2 separate regions of the Zea mays genome follow, and region 1 is linked to region 2. Evidence: chromatin contacts called from public Hi-C data. All regions are on one chromosome and are shown on one strand. The core of a region is the stretch at or near the end of the contact, and the rest is flanking DNA. Distances in the headings are between cores, read along the strand shown.

Region 1 (7,330 bases), core at 1,837-4,336, 620 kb before region 2:
TTACAGGCTATTGCTGCTAGTAGTTCTGATGCTCCTTCAATTTTGGAATTCCTTCAGAGACGAAAGTCTGACCCAAGCATGGTAATTTTTATTTTACTACTTTGCCGATAATCAAAGTGTTCAATTTTTCCAGCTATCACTATTGCGGTACCAATTCCTCTTAATTGCTATGAATCAGGTTAAGACTCTATGCCTAGCTATAGTTCGGACAATCATCCTGGAAAGGAGGTCAGTGCCCACAGTTGCTAAGGCGATGGATGTTGTCCTTGATTCCTACACGCGTTTGATGAAAATGGGAGGGGCTTTTCCTGGGGTTAGGCGAATACATGAGCAAAATCAGCAGTCAGGTAGTCAGCCTATTGATGGCTCCCATGTGGTTTCTCAGGAATCCAGTCCTGGAACAACAGTTAGTCCTGCTGTGAACCCAGACCACGGAAGTGAGGCTGTGGATATATATGTGCAGTCAAATCCAGGAGTTGAGCATACAATAGACAGGGGATTACTAAATATAAACATATCTTCTGATTCTGTGGACAATACATCTGATGCTGTCGACAAACGACAGCAAGCTGTAGGCGAAGCTAGCCGACCATTGTCTTCAGGCACAATGACGCAACATGGACAACATGCTGGAACCGTGGCAATTTCTCCAATTGAGATGTTCCAGTCTGTCTTTACACTTGTTGAAGATGAAATGATGGGTGATCCTGCATATCTTATTGCTGTCATCATAGAGTTTCTACGGAGGTAATTTTTGTTGATTTAGTATCTTAAATTCTTGAGGATTGCCAATATTCCAGTTCATGGTGCAATTGCTGTTCATTTAACACTTTGTTTTCTGCATATATTTGCTGTTTATTTAGCATGCTGGGGTGTGCCGTTAGCAAAGAACAATGAATCTGGCCATATCACTGCCACAATTGGCATGTCGTTTCCATGCAATGACCATTCACTCCATTTTATCGGCCAACATGATGACAATGAGAGTTTCCTGTGGAATCATTTTTTTTATTCTGTTATAGTGTATGCTTTGTGTTTTGTGTAGTGGATGTTGTCTTATCTGCTCTCAGGACAAAACAGGATGAGAAAAAACTATGTTGTCTATTTGCAGTGTCTCAAAGGCTGGGCTTAAGGCTCCTCACAACCTTTATGTGATGACGGCGACACTACTAGCTCGTAGCAACCGTTACGCTGAAATAGCATTGTTTGTGTCAAACAAGGTCAGTTTATTGTAACTGTATTTTGGACTGCGATTTGTTCTGAAGTACTCCATCTGTTTCAAATTACAAGACGTTTTGGTTTTTCTAGATACACTGCTTTTCCTATGTATCTAAATACAGTGAGTGTATATCTAAGTGCATAGTAAAAGCTACGTGTATCTGGAAAAACTAAAATATTTTATAATTTAGAATGGTTAGCTTGTGCCTTGTAGTTTTCCTATTGGTTCCAACAATTTAGAGTTACTTTGCATGTATACAAATGAGGCTACTGCTTTGCCATGTCATATAATTTGCATTTGTCTTTTGCCCCCTCAGACAACAAGTATGTTTACATTTTACCTGGATTCTGTAGAATCTGGCCTCTTAGAGTCTTAGCGTATTTTATGGTTGAACCCTCTGGAATTTAATATTGGAGAATCACATTTTGCTAATCTGTATTTCTGGGCTATTGTTTTAAGTTTTTTTACAAGAATTGTTTTAAGACTTGTATGCACTACCGCTAGTAATTAAAGAAAACTTGTGGTTCACATTCCGGTTGACTAGTGATGTTGGTGTTGTTTATCATAAAACACTCGGAAACATGCTGCTGCCTTCATTTTGGCTTTCGACCACTTCCTGCAGATTCTTGAGCCGTGTAAAGAACTGGCAATGCAACTTATGGAGCTGGGTCTGCAGCACCCGCCAACGAGGAAGCTGGGCATGGACATGCTGAGGGAGCGAGGCCTGCATCACGACTACGTGACTGCGATGCTGCAAGATGGGTACTACTTGGAGGCCCTGCGCTATGCCAGAAAATACAAGGTCCTTGGCTTTGCTTTGATTCGCTCTTCCCCCTTTCACCTTGCATACGCCGATGACTGACGCGAGGATTCGCCCAGGTGATCACCGTGCAGCCTGCCCTATTTCTGGAGAAAGCCCTGGCGAAGAACAGCGCCCACAACCTGGCTGCAGTGCTGAGCTTCTTCTGCGAGTTCACTCCGAGCTTCAAGGCCACATCGGACTTTGTCAGATACCGGCATATTCTGTCTGAAATGGTTTGAACAGCTTTCCGTTGTGCAAACTTGTTGTCCCGAAATGACTTGGCACGTCCTCTGTAACAAGCAACGTCACCTCGGAGGGTACTTTTATTTAATTCTTTTGGTCCCTCTTGCAGAAAATAATATTTTATTGTTGTGAATAAAAAAACGTTGCAATTACCGATGAAAAACAAGTCTGGCTTGAGGCTAAGATGATCGCTTCCCGCTCGCCGACCATGCAGCTAGCCATCTCGTCACTTATGCTACTCCTAGCTATGGATGGCCAAATAGGTGTTAAATGGGCATACACTAAATACGGTATTTCTAGTAGTGCTTCGGTATAGCATGAGCATGATTCATATAGTACCAGTGTAGGTACGATACGTGTCTAGTGCTGTGTTTGGGTCATCACCCCGACGCGATGGGCTGACAATAGTATGATACGATTAAGTGACCGACATAGTTAGACATGACTTAGACCAACCGATGGTATATAGATGTGATTATGATATATGCATGAGATTGTAAATTGTTATTTATTATGATTTTAAATATAATGAATTTATTTTATAATGATATAAATATATAAGTTTTAAAATTATATATATAATCTTAAAGATCTTCTATATTTTTAGCTTTGTTTAGGCTGGTACGAACACTATTATGTGTTAACGTTGTATAGCGCTGACACGATATGATTAAGCACTATAGTGTAGTGACTTTGTCGCTGGTTAGACACTAGTGCCGACACGGTACGGCAAGATATGTCTGATAGGGTTAGTGCCAATACCAGTGCCGGATGACCTGTTTGACCATCAATACTACCCAACGACCGCTTTGGTCTTGGTCTGGAACTCGAACGCGTCAGTTATGTCCAGCCGTCTTCGGAAGTGGCGTGCTCGTCGCCGGGCCTGTAGCCCTGTATCATGTCCACGAAGCGCTTTTCGGTCACGGGCGCCTGGAAATGCACGGTGAACAGCCAAGCGATCCTGCGCTTGAAGTCCGGCAGCCAACGGCGGTTGTTGACGACGAAACTGGACTCCGCGGCGGCCTTGATGAAAGGCTGAAGGCCAGTTTGGCAGCGAGACGCTCGCACTAATCTCCACGGCTGCCGTCGTTGGCGCATTTGGTTTCTAACGGGCCGTAAATTTGGATATCCATTTCGAACTTAGTATGCATTTGGTTCAGCTTACTAATCAGATTTGCAGCCCCGGTCCTATGATTTTGAGGGACTCGCGAACTGATTGAGGTGGCTGTCTAGACTATATAAAAATTCTATAATATACAACGGTACAATGCAGATTAGCATTTCGTAGGTAATTGATGATGTGCACTGAAATTAATTTTTAAAATATCTAAGACGCTAGATAATATACAACGGTGCAGATTAGCACTTCGCATGTTGAGAAATAAGAACGACGATTGCAGGTTAACTTGAATCCTGATCGCTCGATCGTGCGTGCTTGGTGCCTGCGCAGTGGTGCCCAGCGTCCTAGAATCATGAATGGCTAGACCGGCGAGATGGCGAACGACGATCGCGTGGAGGGTGTGGTCGCACAGAAGCGCACTCGTGTGGAGGTGTGGGTATGACAGTTGGGCAGTGGGCAGCGCGTGTTGCGCGGTCCGTGTGCGGCATGCGTCCATATGCTAGCGACGATACTGGCTTGTTGGCTACCCCTACTATTTTATTACTACCATATAGCCCGTGCTAATGCTACGTTTCTTGGAAGGGGAGGAGAGGGGGTGGACGACGATGGTGGCAGCGCGAGGGGAGGGGTTAACAACAGTGGAGACGCTGAGAGGGGAGGATTGAAGGATGAGAGATGATTCAAATAATATTATCCATTAGATTTAAGCAAGGGAGATGAGGTTATTCAACAATCTAAACCGTTGGTTTTCATGGTGTGTTAAGTATGTGTGCAATTTATTTGGTGGATGTAGTGAAGATTATAGGTGTGTGGATTATTTGGTTGGATGAGTTTTCAAAGTTTAAACTTGTGAATTATATAGTGGTATAGATAGATACTAAATATTGGACCCCTATTAGTTTTGGGCCACCGGCCTTCGCCTCCGTTGCATTGCCTCTGCATATTTGCTGCTAAAAATCTAAAATCTCAACTAAATGGATACAACAGCAGAATAGATTCATCAAAATTTATAGATTTCGATAGTTTAATTCAGAATTACCTTCTACTCTGGATTTTTCAGATTCATTTATCTATGATATAAGTTATCATGCTCTTATAGAATCTATAGTTGACAGTAGTTTCAACCAAATTAATTCTAGTTTTATCACATTGTCAGCTCACAACAGCTTTCTCATAGCTCACCACTATAATTAGATTTTCAAGAATTTATAGCTGAACCAAACAGATCTTTAGATTGTCGCCAGCAGTTTTCCTATCTCATCTCATATTTTAAACTGTACACTGTAAACAATACACTTTACAGTGCAAAACATTGTTTTGCACGATCATATGCACAATTTGCTAGAGACGGCGGAACCGAATTCTAGTCTAAAATTATCACACCGAAGATTTTGAATCATTAATAATAATTTTTTATAAAAATAATTTTCCATGATTAATCTAATTATCATAAATATCTATTACTGTGACTTGACATGAACACTTTTTAGGGATAGTTTAAGAACTTCATTTTTCTAAGAGATTTCTATTTTTCCAAGGGAAAATTAACTAATTTTTCTTAGGAAGATGGGCTTCCAAAATAGCTCTAAATGAAAGTATTTTAGTAGTATATCCCTAAAGTCTACTTTAGTATTTCCTTAGTACTTGTATTATGGATATTGAAGGTGCGACTGCACGAGTAGTTAGACTAAGGGTATGTTTGGATCTATGGAGCTATAGTACTGTGAAATCCAAACAAGAGTGTTAAAGATGTTTAAAGTGAAGTGCTAAACTTTAGCCGTATTTGTTTGAGCTTTTTTCAGCTTCTAGGCACCAAAACCTGCTGCAGGCCTCCAAATGCCCCAGCTTTTCAGCCAGCTTCTATAAGAATTACTTGGTAAAAACCGTCCAAAATCAACATTAACACAAAATCGACCGAGTAGTCACGATAGTAGAAATCCGTCGCTTTATAGATCTTGAACTTTTTGGACCACTCGTCTTCCTCCGCATGTAATCCCCACGATACTCAGATTCTCCCCACAGCTAAATTCTCTCCAAATCCAGATTCTCAGAAAAGCTGGCCAGAAAAAGCTGAACCAAATAGATCCTTTAGCACCCAATAGTAATTTAGCTCCTCAAGACATGCTAAACTTTAAGAACCTTATAAAATTTAGCACATGTGGTTCAAACAGGCCCTAAACACCTCTCGGAGCAGTTCCCAATGCGAGGTCACTATCACTCCTCTCCTAATTTATTTGGATCATGTGAGTTGGTAGGAGGACAAAGGGGAGACGCGTTTTTTTGAAGAACAAGAAGGCTTTGTTCGGCAGTTACGGATCAAATCCCTTAGCTGATTTTTTCCACCCCGGGATCAAGTGGATCCCTATTATGCCACTCAATCCCTGCTGGGAATATTTACCCGTGTAGCTATTCCCTGTCTCTGCCATTGTTATTCGGTTTGCCAGGGATTCTGAAAACAAGGCAATATACCGGTATGCCACTAAATTCCAAGTTAGTTCACTTATTTTTACCAGCCATGCCATTCACATTCAAACAGATACAACTTGTTATTGACCTCCAAGTTTACAACTGAAATGTAGTGCCAAGACATGACATTTATAATGTATAGAAACACAGATGCCTATTAAAAATCAAAAGAGGACAAATTGATTATATTTTCATCTAATAGTGCAACACTAACAAGCAAACTGACCTCAAGGACCATCTAAATTACTTTGACCAACTAAGCTTCACACATGGCATATGTATAATTATATTGTTCACCGGACTAAACTTCACACCTGATGACCCACAGCCAGACACACAAACATTGAAGCATTCCTGCACAAAAAAACTGAATTTGTAAAAAAAACTACATTAAAATCAAATCCAGCAAAAACTGCATTAAAGATGTCAAAACTACATTGATATCACATTTAGTGGGCAACAAGAAGTTGCCTTTTAAAATATCAGTTACAAATAGACAATGTTAGGGTGATTTCTTTTTTCATCATTTCTTCCTCACTGATCTGATTCTGTTGCATCGCTCAACGCAACCTGGCGTCTGATTTGAGCATTTCTGATGGAGCATTTCAGGCCTTATCATGACCTTGCAACAAACTAAACAAGCCCTTATCATGCAACGAGACTAAGAAAGAAAGGGAGAAAGAAAGAAAGTAAGAAAGGGAGTGCAAAGAAAGATAAAGCTAAACAAGCCCTTATCATGCAACAAGACTAAGGTATAAAACTAGACAACTCATGAGCTATCATATCATCTGTATACTTATTGTGCAGAATTCATGACCTCTTATAATGCAAGCTATGCAAAATCGAGTTAGGATTTGCAGTTAACCTTAGGTATACTTGCTAAGCCATCTCGTCCCTCAACCACATCAATGCAGCCTCTCTATCATCATTGCATGCGCTCAACAAAATTTGGCGATTGTCAGGGTCCTTAAACACCTTATAGGCTTTGACCTTCTCCTCCTTTGTGACCTCCAATGTGTTTAGAACTGATATGCAATTCTTAATTGAGAAGTCATCAGCTCCTCCTGCCTCCATTTCTCTTGCTAATAGTGTTGCTTCATCTTCAGCTTGTTTGCTTCTAATGTCTAGGTACCTCTCCATCAATACCTCTATGTTGGAACTCTTCTTTTGTCTCTTTAGTCCTTTTTCTTCTCCATTCCTTGAAACAACAATAGTCCTTTTTGGTCTTTTGTCTTGTTTACCAGCATTTACATCCACTCCTTCAACTTCATACACTCTGTCTTCTACTTCATTTTGTTCGTGGTCTGCCAGAAGCTCTCTCACATCTTCATGGTCTTCTACGTTGATAGGAACATCTCCAGTCCCAATTTGTGTGAGATATGGACCATTTGGTTGAGTAGAAGTGAAATTGTAGGTCCCTTCAACAGTATTGCCTGTACATGGAAGTTTTAGTGTAAGGAATAGTACAACATGGTAAACA
Region 2 (7,507 bases), core at 56-2,555:
CTTCTTCGATAGTTTCGAGAAACCACCTTCAGGTAGAGATTTTCTAGATGGATAGGACTCGTTTCACTACTAGACTGATCACTCTAACTTCTTTGGAGGCACTTTAGGATACCTTGCCGATTTCTGAAGCCATGAAGGCTTCGTCCTCAGCGAAGCCTACGGAAGAATTGCCAAAGGACGGGCCATCGAAGCCAAGTTACATTGAGATGGGTTGATCCACACTGAAGGAGAAAGATTTGCAAGTGATGAAGAAGCTTGGTTACTTTGGTAATAACCACACTGAAGAAGCTTGGTTACTTTGGTAATAAAGCTTGATCACTCTATCCCCTCGCTTTATTGGACCCTTCAGAATCTTTAGGCAAGTTGGGGAGATGGCCTACCAGCTCGAGCTACCAGATCATCTGTCTGATGTACACGATGTATTCCATGTATCTCAACTCAAGAAGTGTCTCTATGTCCCAGAGGAACAATTACCAATGGAAGAACTTATTGTACATGGTGACCTAAATTACACAGAGCATCCCATCAAGATCATTGATACTTTGACTCATGTTACAAGGAATAAAGTGATCAAGATGTGCAAAGTGCAGTGGAGTCATCATGGAGAAGATGAAGCTACTTGGGAGAGAGAAGAAGAGCTACGAATAGAATTTCCCAACCTCTTCCCTAGTTCCTCTTAATCTCGAGGACGAGATTATTTTTAAGGGGGGTAGGATTTGTAATACCCAATTTGTAAATAATAAGAAAAGAGTTAATCTTATTACATGTATTGCCTTCCAATTATTGGAACATGTGAATAACCATATTTAAAGTGAATAATTAACTAATGACACCTAAAATAATCTATGCATCATGTTGGAGTTTAATTGTTTGTGCATTCAACAATAATAATAATAGTAGTAATAAAAATGTATTGATAAGGATGAGGCTTAACCTAATTTGCAATTTAGGAATTGGAAATAACATAGAAAAGGAGAAGGAGAATAATATACACTATAAAGGAAATATATATAAATAAATATACCTATTCATACTGGGATTATATTTGGGAATCTAAGATTCAAAAACAGGAATTTAAGACAATTTGAATCCTTAAATTTGGAAATGGAAAAGAAAGAATAAAAGAAAAATAGAAAAGGACTAACAAGAATTGGGCCCAAAGCGCCCATCCTGGTGCACTTGACCACTGCCACTACGCAGCCCGCGTATGGGGAAGGCGCCGACCGCTGGGTCCCAGCCGTCAGGCGCGGTGGCGCTCACAGGCCAGACTCAGCTGACAGGATGCCCCCACACGTCAGCTGCACTATCGAGCGACTGTGCGTGTGCGGTCGTCGACACATGGGCTCGGGGCGTCAGCGCATACCGTCTTCCCCAATGCCACGCCGCGTGGAGATCCAACGGCGCACACGAAAACTCTGGCTACCGTTGCGGACCCCCTTGACCGACCTGCCCGACGCTATTTAGGTGCTGGAGAGGGCCTTGTCTCCTTCCTTTTCCATCTCCACGACCACCTCCGCGAGCGTCTGTGCATGTGCGGCGACGCGGAGGACAAGAGCCGCCCCGCCGCGAGGTCAAGCCTCAATTCCTGGATGTCGAGCCCTAGAATTGAGCTCTAGGTGATCTACCTGATTCCGAGAACCGTGTGGTGTCAGCGGTCTCCCTCGAGCGCCTCTAGGACGGCGGTAATTCTTCATTGGAGGTCCTCTTCCGACGTGGGTCACACCTCGCCGTGGCCTACTCTCGTCACCATCCCGTGTACTCTATAAGTTACCTCACGGTGTTCGCCATTATGCGCGCGTTGTTCTGGTCGTTTCGGGCGGGGAGATCGGTCGCTGGGTGGCTGTTGGGGACTTGTTCTCAAATGCTAAGAATTAAGAACAAGGCAACACAAAAAAAAATGTTAAGTGTTAAGGTCCTTCGTTCTCCATAACGATATATCCCTTCGGGATATAAAGCATCTCGGACGAAGGTTACGAAGGACATACCTTCGTAAGCATAACAACGAAGAATGAAGCATTCACATAAATCATAGAATATGAAATAAACATTTAAATATTGTCATAGAATTATCTCTACTTGTATTAATGAATATAAATGACTTTGAATTACAAATGTACCTTCGGTCCTGCAGAAGGCAAAAGTACAAGCGTGATGTGAAAGCAAAATGACAGGTTCACGTGAACAGTACAGAGGTACTGTTCATCTATTTATAGGCACAGGTCGCAGCCTGTGACAAATTACAATTATGTCCCTTGCGAAAGTTTACAGCATTGACTCAGACCTATATGTATAAAAAGGTCATTCTATCTCTATGTCGGTTTAAAACGCCGAAGCTCCATGAAAAGGGACCTTCGGCCATCTCTTGGAGACGACTTCAGCCGAAGCTGCTTCTTCGTGTGAGACCTTCGGCGCACCGAAGCACAACCCCAACAGTGGCCAATTTGGCTGTCGCCGGCGAGAACATCGTCGTGGTCTTGCGGGTGCCGCCGCCCTGCCGACTATAGATGTCCAATAAGCACGAGGCCCGTGAGTCCGGCACGAAGCCCGCTGTTTTGGCCCGGTCCGAGCCCGGCACGGCCCGGTTATATGCGGGCCCGGGCCGGCCCGGCACGAATAAGCGGGCCGGGCTCGGACACGAAATTAGGCACGGTGGGCTAGCCCGGCACGGCCCGTTTAGCTCTAAGCCCATTAAGCCCGCTTTTTTTACACTAAAATTTGCTTTTTGGCCCGTATAGCCCGCTTTTCGGCCCGCTTTTTTCGTGCTAAACGGCCCGGCCCGTTTAGGCTCGTTGCGGGCCGGGCTCGTACAAGAAATTGAGCCCGCGTGCTTAGCCGGCCCGACCCGGTTTTCTAATCGTGCCTGGCGGGCCGGGCCCAAAACGGGCCGGGCTTCACCGGGCCCGAGCCGGACCGGGCCGGGCGGCCCGTTTGGACATCTCTACTGCCGACCGAGGTTGGGGAATGGCTGTGCTGACGTGTACCTTTTCACGCGATCAAATCTGGACCGTTGGGTGTTGGGTTGGAATCGAACGGATGAGAGTGTACCTTTTCCAGTTACAATAATTTTGTTTTAATATTATCTATCATTTAATAACAATGTTTTATCATAAAACATATATTAAAAATATTCATTTGGATTATTCTATACCGACCACTTAATAACTTCAGGAAATCGTAACTCGATGACCGTAACTCCAAATTTAGTGATTCTCGAACATCTGATCTCATTACGATGCATAGATTATTATTATGTATTCTGTTCTTATATTTGGTGTGATGTTAATTTCTCCTATACCATGTTTGTTTGTGTTGCTTCGAGTAGACGAGCAACTGATTGAGGACCCCGGTACCCAACAAGTGGAAATTGTAGAGCAGGAGCTCATTGAAGGCAAGTTGTGCCCTTGATCACTTTTAATTATCCAATAATGTTCTCTATAATTTTTTTGGTATGCTTAGGCTTAATTTTGATGGGACCCAATAGGTCACCCTAGTTTGGTCATCTTTACACCTTGTTTACCCCTGAACTTTTGGGTAGTCTTGGCTATTACTATATGTGGTGTTGGGTGTTGAGATAACTATTACACATGGTCATTCTTTATTATGATTGTTCTATTCTGTTCATGATAATACTATTATATTAATTGGAACATGGAGCTTAACTTGAGAAACACGTGCCACGTCAAGGGTAGAATGGGACGCCCTTGGCTGATTAATTAGGAGAGCTAGTGGAGGTCTACCTTGCCCGAAAGGGACAAGGGCAATAGGGGAGTTGTCTGTGTAGGGAGGTTCTCAGGTTGATTTTGCTGCAATGGCGGTCAGACGGGAGATTCCTGCATTGCGCTCTCTAGAAACTGTAGCGGGTTTTTTAAAGCTAGTGGAACTTTGTAAAGGCCTCGTAGTGTCCTGCCTCGTCTCCTCGGTAGAGATGAATGGGACTTCTAGACCCCTTGGCAACTAAGTGACATGACTTGTGGGTAAAAGGTACCACCTCTGCAGAGTGTAAAACTGGTATACTAGTCGTGCTCGCGGTCATGAGTAGCTCAGAACTCTCGCATGATTAATTTATAGAATTAAATTCAATTTGTCATTTGCATCGCATTGTAGTTTTATTATTAATTTTGATCTATTATTACTCTGGTTTGGTATCTACTTACATTTAGTAACTGTTAATAAAATTTGACCAACTTATTAAAAGAAATGCTTAGCTTTAACCCTTATTTATTGATCAACCTTACACTTCACATGAGCTCCCACCTTTGGTGAGTTCATGCACATTATTCTCGCAACTTGTTGAGCTATGATCTTTTGTGAGCTCACCCTTTGCGATATATAAACCCCACCTGTAATACCCAATTTGTAAGTAATAAGGAAAAGAGTTGATTTTATTACATGTTTTGCCATCTACATGATAGAACATGGGCATAACCATATTTAAGTGAACAATTAACTAATAAAATACTTTAGGCATCAGGTTGGAGTTTATGTGTTTGTGCATCTATAAATGGTAATACTACTAATAATAAAAATATATTAGTGCCCAAATTGGGATTCAAGGCCTAATTAAAAGAAAATTTTGGAAAGTGGGAATAAAATAGAAAGGAATAAGGGAAAAGAGAATACCTTATAAAGAAAACTACATAAAAATAAATATAGCTTTTCAAAATTAGTACCATTAATTTATATATTTGACTTGAGCACAAATTCACAACAATGATTGAATTCAAATTAGGATTCAAAACAATCAAAATAAAAGAAATCAGAAAAAGAAGAAAAACAGGAAAATAGGTCTCAGGCCTAATCCATTCTGGCGGCCCATTTTCGCCCTTCCTCCACGTACGCGCGGCCCATACGAGTGCGAGGGCGCCGACTTGTGGGCCGTTGAAATCAATCGCCCTAGGGTCACTGCTGGGTGGGGCCCACATGGCCATTCCACCCACGCCCGGCCCACTCCTCAGCCTCCCGGGCACACGCCGCTCGTCAATGACTGGTGGGGCCACCTGGCGGAGGCCTCCTCCCCCGCGAACTCCACGTGCCAGCGTAACAGAATATCGCCGCATCCACGCCACCTTTGCCGCGATCCTCTGGATGTCGTTGACTTGATAGCCTTTCCCCTTGCATATATAAGTCGGGATGGGGCCACTCGGCCACGCTCGCATGCCCCATACCATCGAAAACACCTCGCCACCGTTTGATAGGTCCGAGAAGAGGGTTGAACACCGCCTTGGCCTCCTTCGCCGCTCTATACTGTGGCTGTCGCTGGCGGAGCTCGGCCGCGACCAGGGAAGCCTGCACGGTGGTGTTCTGATGCGTTGGGTGCTAGAAATTGGCCTAATCCCACGTCGGAGCCCAACCAGATCCGCGGGTTCGCTACGCCGTGGTCAGCATTGTTGGTGCCCCCTCACTGGTATGGCTCTGCCTTGTTGTTATACTCGCCAGACTAGTGTAAGACGACCCGAATCGATGGATGGGAGGGTCGGGGCTCGATAATTGCTCGCCGGCGCTAGCGCTCCGCCTGGTGTCGTGGCTGCATCACCGGTGCCCCAAACCTTGCTACGGAGCGTGTGGATGGGTCTGTCGTGCCCTAATACCGGTATATCTACAATATCGTTGGGGTAGAAGCTATAGGGTGCCGGATTGGCTAACTCCGGCCAAGCTCCGCCGCGTTCGGGGTGCAGAGCCACCGCGTAATGACTCAGGTGGGGAAGACAAACTCCTGTCGTCTAATCCATTTTGGGCGGCCATGATCGCGCCCAACGTATCTGTGCGGCCAGGATGATTCGGGTCCATCTGATCGCAATCGGGCGAACCCTGGACGATCGCAGAAGCTTTAAATTCGGGCTGTAGGAGTTGAACCCAACGCGTTAGACAACGTACCGGTTCACTGGGTTCCAGATCTAATCTGGTGCATATAAATTAGATCGGACGTCATACAATAGAGCATACCCCTTCGGCCTGCTTATTTTGCAAAAGAGCCCCTGGAAAATGTGTGTATCAACCCGCAGTCCCAAGCAGTTGAAAGAACCTTACACAGGCCCTAGAATTTATAGATTGACCCCTGGACTTCTGTGAAATATCGCGCGCAGTCCAGTGAATAGTGAAAACCAGAGAAGTAATATAGAAAAATGATTTCTAATGTAAAAATAATTCCAAAATCTTGTTTAATTAATAGAAAATTCATTTTAGCTCCTTTTTAATCCACTCCAGTGGCATTAATTTTGTATTAATATTTTTTATCACATGGTAACTCTATTTAGCCATGAAACGTAGATTAAAATTATTCACCTGATTTATTCTATACTAAACACTTAATAACTTCAGAAAATCATAACTCCATAACTGTAATTCCGAATTTAGTGATTCTTGTTCCTACGATCTCGTTACGACGCGTAGAATATTATCATGCATTCTGTTCTGTTGTTTGGTGTGATGTTAATTTCTCATGTACCGTGTTTGTTTGTATTGTTACGAGTAGACGAGTAAGCCACTGAGGACCAAGGTGTTCACCAGGTGGAGACTGCTGAGCAGGAGCTTATTGAAGGCAAGTTGTGTCTTTGATCACCTGTATTTACCCAATAATGTTCCTATTAATCATTATGATCTGCATAGGTTAATTTTGATGGGACCCAATAGGTTACCTAGTTTGACTATCTTTATACCTTGTTTACCATTGCACGTTTGGGTAATACCTGCTATTGCTTTATGTGGTTTTGTATATTGAGATACACATTATTCATGATCATGCTTTTATTATTAGTTGTTTTTTACTGTTCATGATAAGATCATTATGTTAATTGGAACATGGAGCGATCACCCGGGAAAATAGTGCTACCACAAGGGTGGTATGGGATGCCCTTGGCTGACTAATTAGGAAAGGTAGTGGAAGACTACCTTACCCGAAAGGGGCAAGAGCAGTAGGGGAGTGGTCGGTGTAGGGAGGTTCTCGGGTTGATTTTGCTGCGATGGCGGTCATACGGGGGATCCCTGCATTGGGGCTTCCTACAAACTGTAGTGGGTTTTCTGAAGCTAGTGGAACTTTGTAAAGGCCTCGTAGTGTTACCCTGTCTCGCTTCCTTGGTAGAGGTGTATGGGATTCACGATCCATAGGCAGATGAGTGACATGACTTGTGGGTAAAGGTGCGCAACCTCTGCAGAGTGTAAAACCGGTATATCAGCCGTGCTCACGGTCATGAGAGGCTCGTACCCTCATATGAGTAACTTATCGAATTAAATTCAATTTGTCATTCGCTTCGCATTATGGTTATTATCAATTTTGATATATTATTGGATTGCATTGCTTGATGCTTGCTTCCGTAAAAAATAGAATTTTGGATGTACTGTTCATCGTTTGAAAAGAAATAGAACATCAGAAATGTATAATACCAAACAAACACCCCCTAAATTAGTATCGATAACAGGTCAACATTCTTCAAGAAACAAATGATGGTGAACAAAATATCCTTGTGCATCATGATGTTCCTCTCGCTAATTTTCCGTTCTGTATTGCTTG

Evidence for each region. Hi-C and Micro-C count contacts between places; a contact is called where the count stands out from the background.
Region 1: a contact with region 2 is called in a Hi-C map of ear, with 2.0 times the contacts expected there. The contact joins two enhancer-like sites. A contact is called at or near these places in 2 of 25 Hi-C or Micro-C datasets (ear and tassel).

Annotation. Positions count from the first base shown.
Region 1 is chr1:249,775,002-249,782,331 of Zm-B73-REFERENCE-NAM-5.0, reverse strand. It overlaps LOC100193040, which reads left to right. Exons shown (of 14, transcript NM_001358599.1): 10 at 7-81; 11 at 179-747; 12 at 1,112-1,220; 13 at 1,842-2,021; 14 at 2,099-2,427. The coding sequence ends at 2,260. LOC103645415 reads right to left here. Exons shown (of 4, transcript XM_020543716.1): 4 at 6,730-7,283. The coding sequence ends at 6,730. Among protein-coding and RNA genes, the nearest start is that of LOC100193040, 24 kb to the left of the region's middle. Within about 2 kb of position 3,086, at least 10 of the 20 cell types and tissues checked have an H3K27ac peak or open chromatin away from gene starts, as enhancers often do. A contact at or near this core is called in ear and tassel, where this site is marked.
Region 2 is chr1:249,155,264-249,162,770 of Zm-B73-REFERENCE-NAM-5.0, reverse strand. No RefSeq gene overlaps it. Among protein-coding and RNA genes, the nearest start is that of LOC100281254, 6.4 kb to the right of the region's middle. Within about 2 kb of position 1,305, at least 19 of the 20 cell types and tissues checked have an H3K27ac peak or open chromatin away from gene starts, as enhancers often do. A contact at or near this core is called in ear and tassel, where this site is marked.